Linked DNA regions of Mus musculus: region 2 is linked to region 1. A link is a contact called in public Hi-C data. All regions are on one chromosome and are shown on one strand. The core of a region is the stretch at or near the end of the contact, and the rest is flanking DNA. Distances in the headings are between cores, read along the strand shown. Region 1 holds the start of Hand2 (heart and neural crest derivatives expressed 2). Region 2 holds the start of Pou4f2 (POU domain, class 4, transcription factor 2).

Region 1 (3,639 bases), core at 911-3,410:
AACACTTTAAGTGGCTCGGCATAACTTCATGTTAGAGTTGATAACAATGACCACAATGTGCATAACTTTTACTCTTCAAGTGCACAAACTCACTCAAATAAACTTAGAAACACTCGCGAATTACTTAGGGGAGAATTTACGCTCTAACATTATTGCCAAAGAGAAACTAAAGCTGTACTTGTACGCTAGAAGTTAAAGGTACTTAATGTTTACCGTTACCTCCCGCGTGCCCTAGCAATGTGAAGGAGCATAACGTTTTCTTAGAGTCAGAGGCAGCCTCGGTTTTGGAATGGGGGATGCGACCAATAGTGGAGTCACTGGAACCGAGAGGTCATTAGGTAACTTATTTTAGAAATATTTAGAAGAAAAGTTGGGTTGGCGGTCAAAGATAGCTTTAATGAACACAGAATGAGGGGACCTGGCCAGTGTGACTGGGAGATTGGTGAGCTCCTACATTTTGGAAGGTCGGTCCTAAATGGAGAGAGGAGCTTGCAACTTCGAAGGAAGACATTCTGCTGCTGACATCCTCCTGTCTTGCTTTTGAGGAAACCATCCCTACTCCACAACCTGGCTCCCTACGCAAAGAATGTGGCACACAATTTCTCAGCCTGAATGGAAAGACCAGAACAGCGGTCCCAAGAACCCCGAGTCCCTCACCAGCCTCGATCCCTTAGTACTGACCAGCTCTTTCTTCCTCTTCTCCTCTTTCACGTCGGTCTTCTTGATCTCCGCCTTGAAGGCCTCCGCCTCTCCGTTCTGGTCGTCCTTGGCCAGCAGATCCATGAGGTAGGCGATGTAGCTGGTGGCCAGGCGCAGTGTCTTGATCTTGGAGAGTTTGGTGTCGGCGGGCACGTTGGGGATGCACTCGCGCAGCTCGGCGAAGGCGCTGTTGATGCTCTGAGTCCTGCGCCGCTCCTTGCGGTTGGCGGTGCCCCGGCGCTTCACCGGGCGCGGCCCCCCCAGGCCGGGAGGCCCGGCGCCGGGCGGCACTCCCCCATAATGGGAGTGGTCCAGGCCCGCGGCACCGCTGGCGTACTCGGGGCTGTAGGACAGGGCCATACTGTAGTCGGGGGGCGACATCTCCGGGTGGCCAATAAGCCAGCCGTGGAAGTAGGGGTTCTCCTCGTGGCTGCAGCGGCTGGCGGCGGCGGCGGCAGCGGCGGCGGCGGCTGCGGCGAATGGGTAGCCCTCATGGTGCACCACGGGGTGGTGGGGAAAGCCCCCCACCAGACTCATCTCGCCTTCCGTGGCCCTCCACGCGCCCCAGCGTGCGCGCAGCCCCGCCGCGCCCTCCGATCGGGCTCCGACCTCGGCGATCGGCGGCCTTCCCCACCCCCCACCCCCCAACCCCCGGGCTCCCGGGCCGGCCCTGCAGCCGCAGAGGGGGCCGCTGCAGCCCGGGGCCCGCGCCTGGCCCGCCGGGCCCGCCTCAGCTGTGCCGCGGCCGCCGGCTCCCCATGGGGCGCGGCGAGCTGGTCCCGGCACGGTGCGCCCTTGCTGGCCGCCGCCGCCCGCCCAGCTCTACAGCCCGCGCGCCGGCTCCCGCGTTCCCCGCTGCAGCGACCAGGCAGAGCGCTCCGGTGCTCATGCAAAAGTGCCGGCCGGCTCCCGCGAGGCAGTCCCGCAGACGCCGGCCACGGGACTCCTGACTCCGAAGATGACCTGGAATCCGGGGCGAGTCCAAGCTGGGGCTGCAGGAGCCGGCCCGGCTGTGCCGGGAGGCGGCGGGGTCGCAGCTTAGCGTGGAGCTACCTCGGTGCGACCCTCCCCCTTCCTGCCCCTTCCCCTCCCCCACCAGCTCGATCTGGGTTCTTGGGCGCTTATTGTTTTAATAAAAATTATTTGGTTGTTGTTTTGGTCCTTGAGTGTGATTTGTTTTTAAAGCTGTAAGGAACGTGTCCGTCCTCGCTCCTCAGGCTCTCTCGGAGGCTTTGCAGAGAGGTCTCAGCGCATCCATTTTCTAAGATCCTCTCCTCTCCGGACAAGAATCTTGGGCCCTTGAAGGCACCTCGGAGCTGGGAAGCGGCGAATGGACTCTCGGAGGGGTGTGCTCAGACAGTGGCCGCGGAAGCTCCTGGGTGGCAGCGGCGGCGGTTCTCTTGGGCTGGACGCGGTGAGGGGAGCAAGCCGATTTTCCCAGCAAGATCTCCATGTACAGCTACATCTTTAGGGCCGCTCGGGTTAATATATGTCGTCAGAGGCTCCTCACGCCAATCCCGGGGCGGCGGGGGCGGCGCCTCGCGCTCTCCGCAATAAAACTTTTTGATGTTCACGTTGCTAATTGCCGAGGTCCTCTTCTAGGATTGGTTGTCCACTCATAACCATAAGATAATTAAAACGGGGGGGGGCAGGGTAAAAAAAAAACCCTTTTATCAGCCATAGGTTAATGCAAGTGTTTAACAGATGCTTCGCTATTAAAATATTTCCCCCCAATACTGAAGAATCTTAAACCAGGTACAGTATTATTTCGCTTTCTTTTCTGATTACAGGGGTGGGGTGAATAGAGAAAGGAACGCAGATTATGCCTTTTCAAGTGTTTTGTAGGTAACCGAGGCAGAAAACTGAGCCGACAGTCTCCTATAGTTTTGTGCTGGGCTGGGGAGGGGATTTGGGGTGGGTGGTGGTGGCGACAAGAGTCTGGAGGTGGCGGTATGGAATCCCATTAAGGTGCGATTGGGAGTGAGCCGAGTCTCTTTGACCAGGCTAGAGCGCCAGCGCTCCTCTGACCCGGCACACTTTGGCAAAGTTGCAGTGGCCTGTTTGCTTAGGCACTGAAGTGGATGACCCAAGTTAGGATGACAACTTGCAGAGAACGCGGATGAGACCTTCAGTTTGTGCCCACACTCATTTGCAGCAACCCTAACAGAGATTGCGAAGATTTTCAAAGTGGGGCACCTCGATTTCTCGAATCTGTGGTGTGGCGAATATCCGTGTTCCTCCTGCTTAACTAGCCTGTTTGGTAAGTAACTGAATAGTTTTTACAGCGTGTTCGGAGCTTATTTTCTAGTTTTTATGAACAAACATATAAATATATCTCTGCATTCCTGCCTCCCTCATAAAAGCGGGCATCTGTGGAAAGCAGGTTTAGTTATCGGAGGGGAGCCATTAAACGGACGTTTAAGAGACAGGCAGGGAGGAAGGCTCGTGGATGTTTAGACTGCTTGCCTTGGCGATCTTGAACGCATTAGAACGGAAAATGGATCTCCACTTGTAAGTTAGCGGGCCTCGGGGCACCTAGGAGATTCCCCAGCAGCGCGGGATAGGGGCGGTCAGTGGAAGGAGGCAAAACCACCCTCCGGCTGGCCTGTATGAGGATCTCTTCTTTTCACTCACACGAAGAAGGTCCCTGTGTAATAGGGTGTCAACAGAAGCCCTTAGGCTGTAAATTTGATCACACCGATAGCTGGCCTTGGACCTGAGGAGGCAAGCAGAGGGGACACAAGTGACTCCCACCGTTGGCATCGCTTTTTGGAGGCAGAAGCACTCTGGTCCCAGACATTAAAGAGAACCCCAAGTTAAGAATCCTGCATGGACAGTCCTTCCCATGTCCCTAGAGTCTGTCTGGCTGTTATTCTGTCTGGAAGGCCACATCAGAAGGAATCGGAGAGCCCATCTTCTTGCTCCCAGGGTACCCGAGCT
Region 2 (3,581 bases), core at 327-2,826, about 21 Mb before region 1:
TCCCAGAGGGCTCCCCTTTCCACGCTTGCCCTCCACTTTGTTTTTGTCCTAGCTCGCGCCAGTGCCTCTTAGGCCTTCTGCTTGCTCTCACACCTGCTGGCCCTCCCAAGCTCCCAGGGCCTGCACCTGTTCCGGATCACCCCTGTCCCGGACCAGCCACCCGCAGGTCCTCATCGGTATATGCACCTAGTGTCTTTCCGCGCTCTGGAAGGCGAGGGTAGCCCCAAGTGCCGCAGGACGGAGGGGAAGGATGGGAAGGAGAGGAAATAGGTTGTGTTTGGGGGGGTTGGGGCTGGGGAGTGGGCCACACTGTCTGCTTTTGAACTGGAACTCAGAATGTGTGTTCACTTCCAGGAAAGTGGTTTGCACTAGCACAAAAGTGGGAGCAAAGTGTAAGCAAAAAATAGTCTCTGCACACAGTGACTGTAGAAATGAAGATAAGTGGGACTTACGCCAGTCTGAGTGTGTGTGTTTGTGTGAGTGTGTGTGCACGCGCGTTTGAGTGAGTGAGTGAGTGTGTGTGTGTGTACGTGTACACGGTGTTAGTGGCATTCGGCAGCACATGCGCTCTGTATTTCTGGCCCTTCTCGTCCTGTCAGTTGCTCCTTTCCCTTTGATTGTAGCTAATGAAGAATAATACATCCCAGAGTCAGGGTTTGCCAGGAGATCCTCCCAAGTCCCAGCTCACCCTGTACTGGACATAGGGAGGAGGTGGAAAAAGAGAAGGGGGTGGGAGGAGAGGAATCTGTACATGTGTTAGAGGGTGATATGCTCATAAAGGGGGGAGTCGCATGCGCATAGAGGACACTAACGGGCTGTGTGGCTGTCCAATCCGCTGAGAGCTGAGGGAAATCGAGGGAGAGGAAGCCCTGCAGCCGGGCAGACCCACGTCTTTCTGCACTAGGCACCCGCCGGGCGGTGGGATGCAAAGCCCGGGGCTGACCTCAGCACGCATCAAGGCGGGAGCTCAGAGCAGAGCAGAGGACCCGGGTCGCCGCAGCGTCTAGATCCTCATCCAGGGGAATCAGGGTCACTGGAGCTGACGGGAGGGGAGGGCCCCTGAAACTTAGTGGTAAGCAGAGGGCAGGAGAGCAGGTGGCCAGGTAAGGTGCACCTCACAGTTCAGGGCTAGTCGCTTCCAAGATTGGCTTGGAACGCAACTTTTAGGGGGAGTTTTTTTTTTTTTTTTCCCGAGGGAGGCGGGAAGATCTGGAGACTGTCATTTAGGTGACTGGCACTGCCGGGTGGGGGTGGCCCGAAGCACCGACCTGGCTAGTTGGGTGGGGTTGAGCTGGGGCGCGATTAGAATCAGGAGTTGCAGGCGCGGCGTAGGAGTGGTAACAGCAGAGCGCCTGCCGGGGCAGGGAAGGCTGCGGGTCCCGTGGCAGAGAGAGAGGGGCGGGTGCAGGGAGAACTGAAAGGACCGGAGCCTGCGGGGAGCCAGGGCGGGGAGAAACCCACCCAGAGCAGTGCGTCCTGGCAGGAGAGGGCGGGGGAGGGAAGGAGGGGGAGGGCGGGCGGGGGTCAGGCGCGGGAAGAGGGGACTATAACTCCACCGCCTCGATGAGCTGGGGCACTTTGGGGTGCTGAGGTCTGAAGCCAGAGCCACCCGGAGCAGGGCAACCTCTCGGGCAGACCTAGCGGGAGACACAGGAGCGGAGCTAGCGGCCACACTGGGAGAACCGGGCCTGGAAGCAGTGGCGGCTGAGCACAACTTTGCAGTGTTGTTCCCTCTGCTGCTCCGGCCGGGTACTTCTCCGGAGGGTCGGGTAGCTGGGACCGGAGTGCGCCAGCGACGAGCGCGCCGCGCAAGGAAAGATGATGATGATGTCCCTGAACAGCAAGCAGGCGTTCAGCATGCCTCACGCAGGCAGCCTGCACGTGGAGCCCAAGTACTCGGCGCTACACAGTGCCTCCCCGGGCTCCTCTGCGCCCGCGGCGCCCTCGGCCAGTTCCCCTAGCAGCTCCAGCAACGCTGGCGGCGGCGGCGGTGGCGGCGGAGGCGGAGGCGGCGGCGGCCGGAGCAGCAGTTCCAGCAGCAGTGGCAGCGGCGGCAGCGGCGGCGGCGGGGGCTCGGAGGCGATGCGGAGAGCTTGTCTTCCAACCCCACCGGTGCGTATGTCTGCATAATCACCGCTTAAAGGCACATTTTGACAGCCTCCTTTATCTGCTTGATGTTTTTTTCATGTCTGCACAGCAAATCACCCCACACCTCCAACCAATCCCCCCTCTCTTAAGTATTCAACGGGTCTTGCCTTTCATATTAATTTTTATGACCTGGGATGCTGCCTGTGCGCGTGTTGTGTTGTGTTGTGTTGTGTTGTCTGTGGCTCACTTTTCCTCCCCCTGCACATTGGCTTCTCGCGCAGGCTTCCCCTCTCTTCTCGCTGCCGAGTTTCAGGATCACTGTCATTATTATTATTTTAACGTTCTGGGAATGCTGTAGGCACGGTGGCGGTGGCGAGCCCTGGGCCGGGGGCTTCCGGAGAGAGCGCTCACAATTCCCTGCTGAGCGTAATGTGTGCCTTCTACTTACAATTGCAGAGCAATATATTCGGCGGGCTGGATGAGAGTCTGCTGGCCCGTGCCGAGGCTCTGGCCGCCGTGGACATCGTCTCCCAGAGTAAGAGCCACCACCACCATCCGCCCCACCACAGCCCCTTCAAGCCGGACGCCACTTACCACACCATGAACACCATCCCGTGCACGTCGGCAGCCTCCTCTTCTTCTGTGCCCATCTCGCACCCGTCCGCTCTGGCTGGCACCCATCACCACCACCACCACCACCATCACCACCATCACCAGCCGCACCAGGCGCTGGAGGGCGAGCTGCTTGAGCACCTAAGCCCCGGGCTGGCCCTGGGAGCTATGGCGGGCCCCGACGGCACGGTGGTGTCCACTCCGGCTCACGCACCACACATGGCCACCATGAACCCCATGCACCAAGCAGCCCTGAGCATGGCCCACGCACATGGGCTGCCCTCGCACATGGGCTGCATGAGCGACGTGGATGCAGACCCGCGGGACCTGGAGGCGTTCGCCGAGCGTTTCAAGCAGCGACGCATCAAGCTGGGAGTGACCCAGGCAGATGTGGGCTCGGCGCTGGCCAACCTCAAGATCCCGGGCGTGGGCTCGCTCAGCCAGAGCACCATCTGCAGGTTTGAGTCTCTCACGCTGTCACACAACAACATGATCGCGCTCAAGCCCATCCTGCAGGCGTGGCTGGAGGAAGCTGAGAAATCCCACCGCGAGAAGCTCACTAAGCCGGAGCTCTTCAATGGCGCGGAGAAGAAGCGCAAGCGCACGTCCATCGCGGCGCCGGAGAAGCGCTCTCTGGAAGCCTACTTCGCCATCCAGCCAAGGCCCTCCTCGGAGAAGATCGCGGCCATCGCCGAAAAGCTGGATCTCAAGAAAAATGTGGTGCGCGTCTGGTTCTGCAACCAGAGGCAGAAACAGAAGAGAATGAAATACTCTGCCGGCATTTAGGGACCCTTCTCCAGGGATGGCCCTTTCCCTTCGCCCTCTTTTTTTCTAACCCCCTTCTTGTCTCTTCTGCCTCTTTCCTTTCTACTTTGGCTATC

The links. Hi-C and Micro-C count contacts between places; a contact is called where the count stands out from the background.
Region 2: a Hi-C map of cerebellum shows a contact between it and region 1, with 10 times the contacts expected there. The contact joins the promoter of Pou4f2 here to the promoter of Hand2 in region 1. A contact is called at or near these places in 3 of 484 Hi-C or Micro-C datasets (cerebellum and embryonic stem cells).

The regions. Positions count from the first base shown.
Region 1 is chr8:57,319,504-57,323,142 of GRCm38.p6, reverse strand. It overlaps Hand2 (heart and neural crest derivatives expressed 2), which reads right to left and starts at 2,160. Exons shown (of 2, transcript NM_010402.4): 1 at 682-2,160. The coding sequence starts at 1,236. It overlaps Hand2os1 (Hand2, opposite strand 1), which reads left to right and starts at 2,284. Exons shown (of 6, transcript NR_154048.1): 1 at 2,284-2,454; 2 at 2,855-2,959.
Region 2 is chr8:78,434,642-78,438,222 of GRCm38.p6, reverse strand. Pou4f2 (POU domain, class 4, transcription factor 2) reads left to right here and starts at 1,576. Exons shown (of 2, transcript NM_138944.3): 1 at 1,576-2,112; 2 at 2,545-3,581. The coding sequence starts at 1,819. The coding sequence ends at 3,486.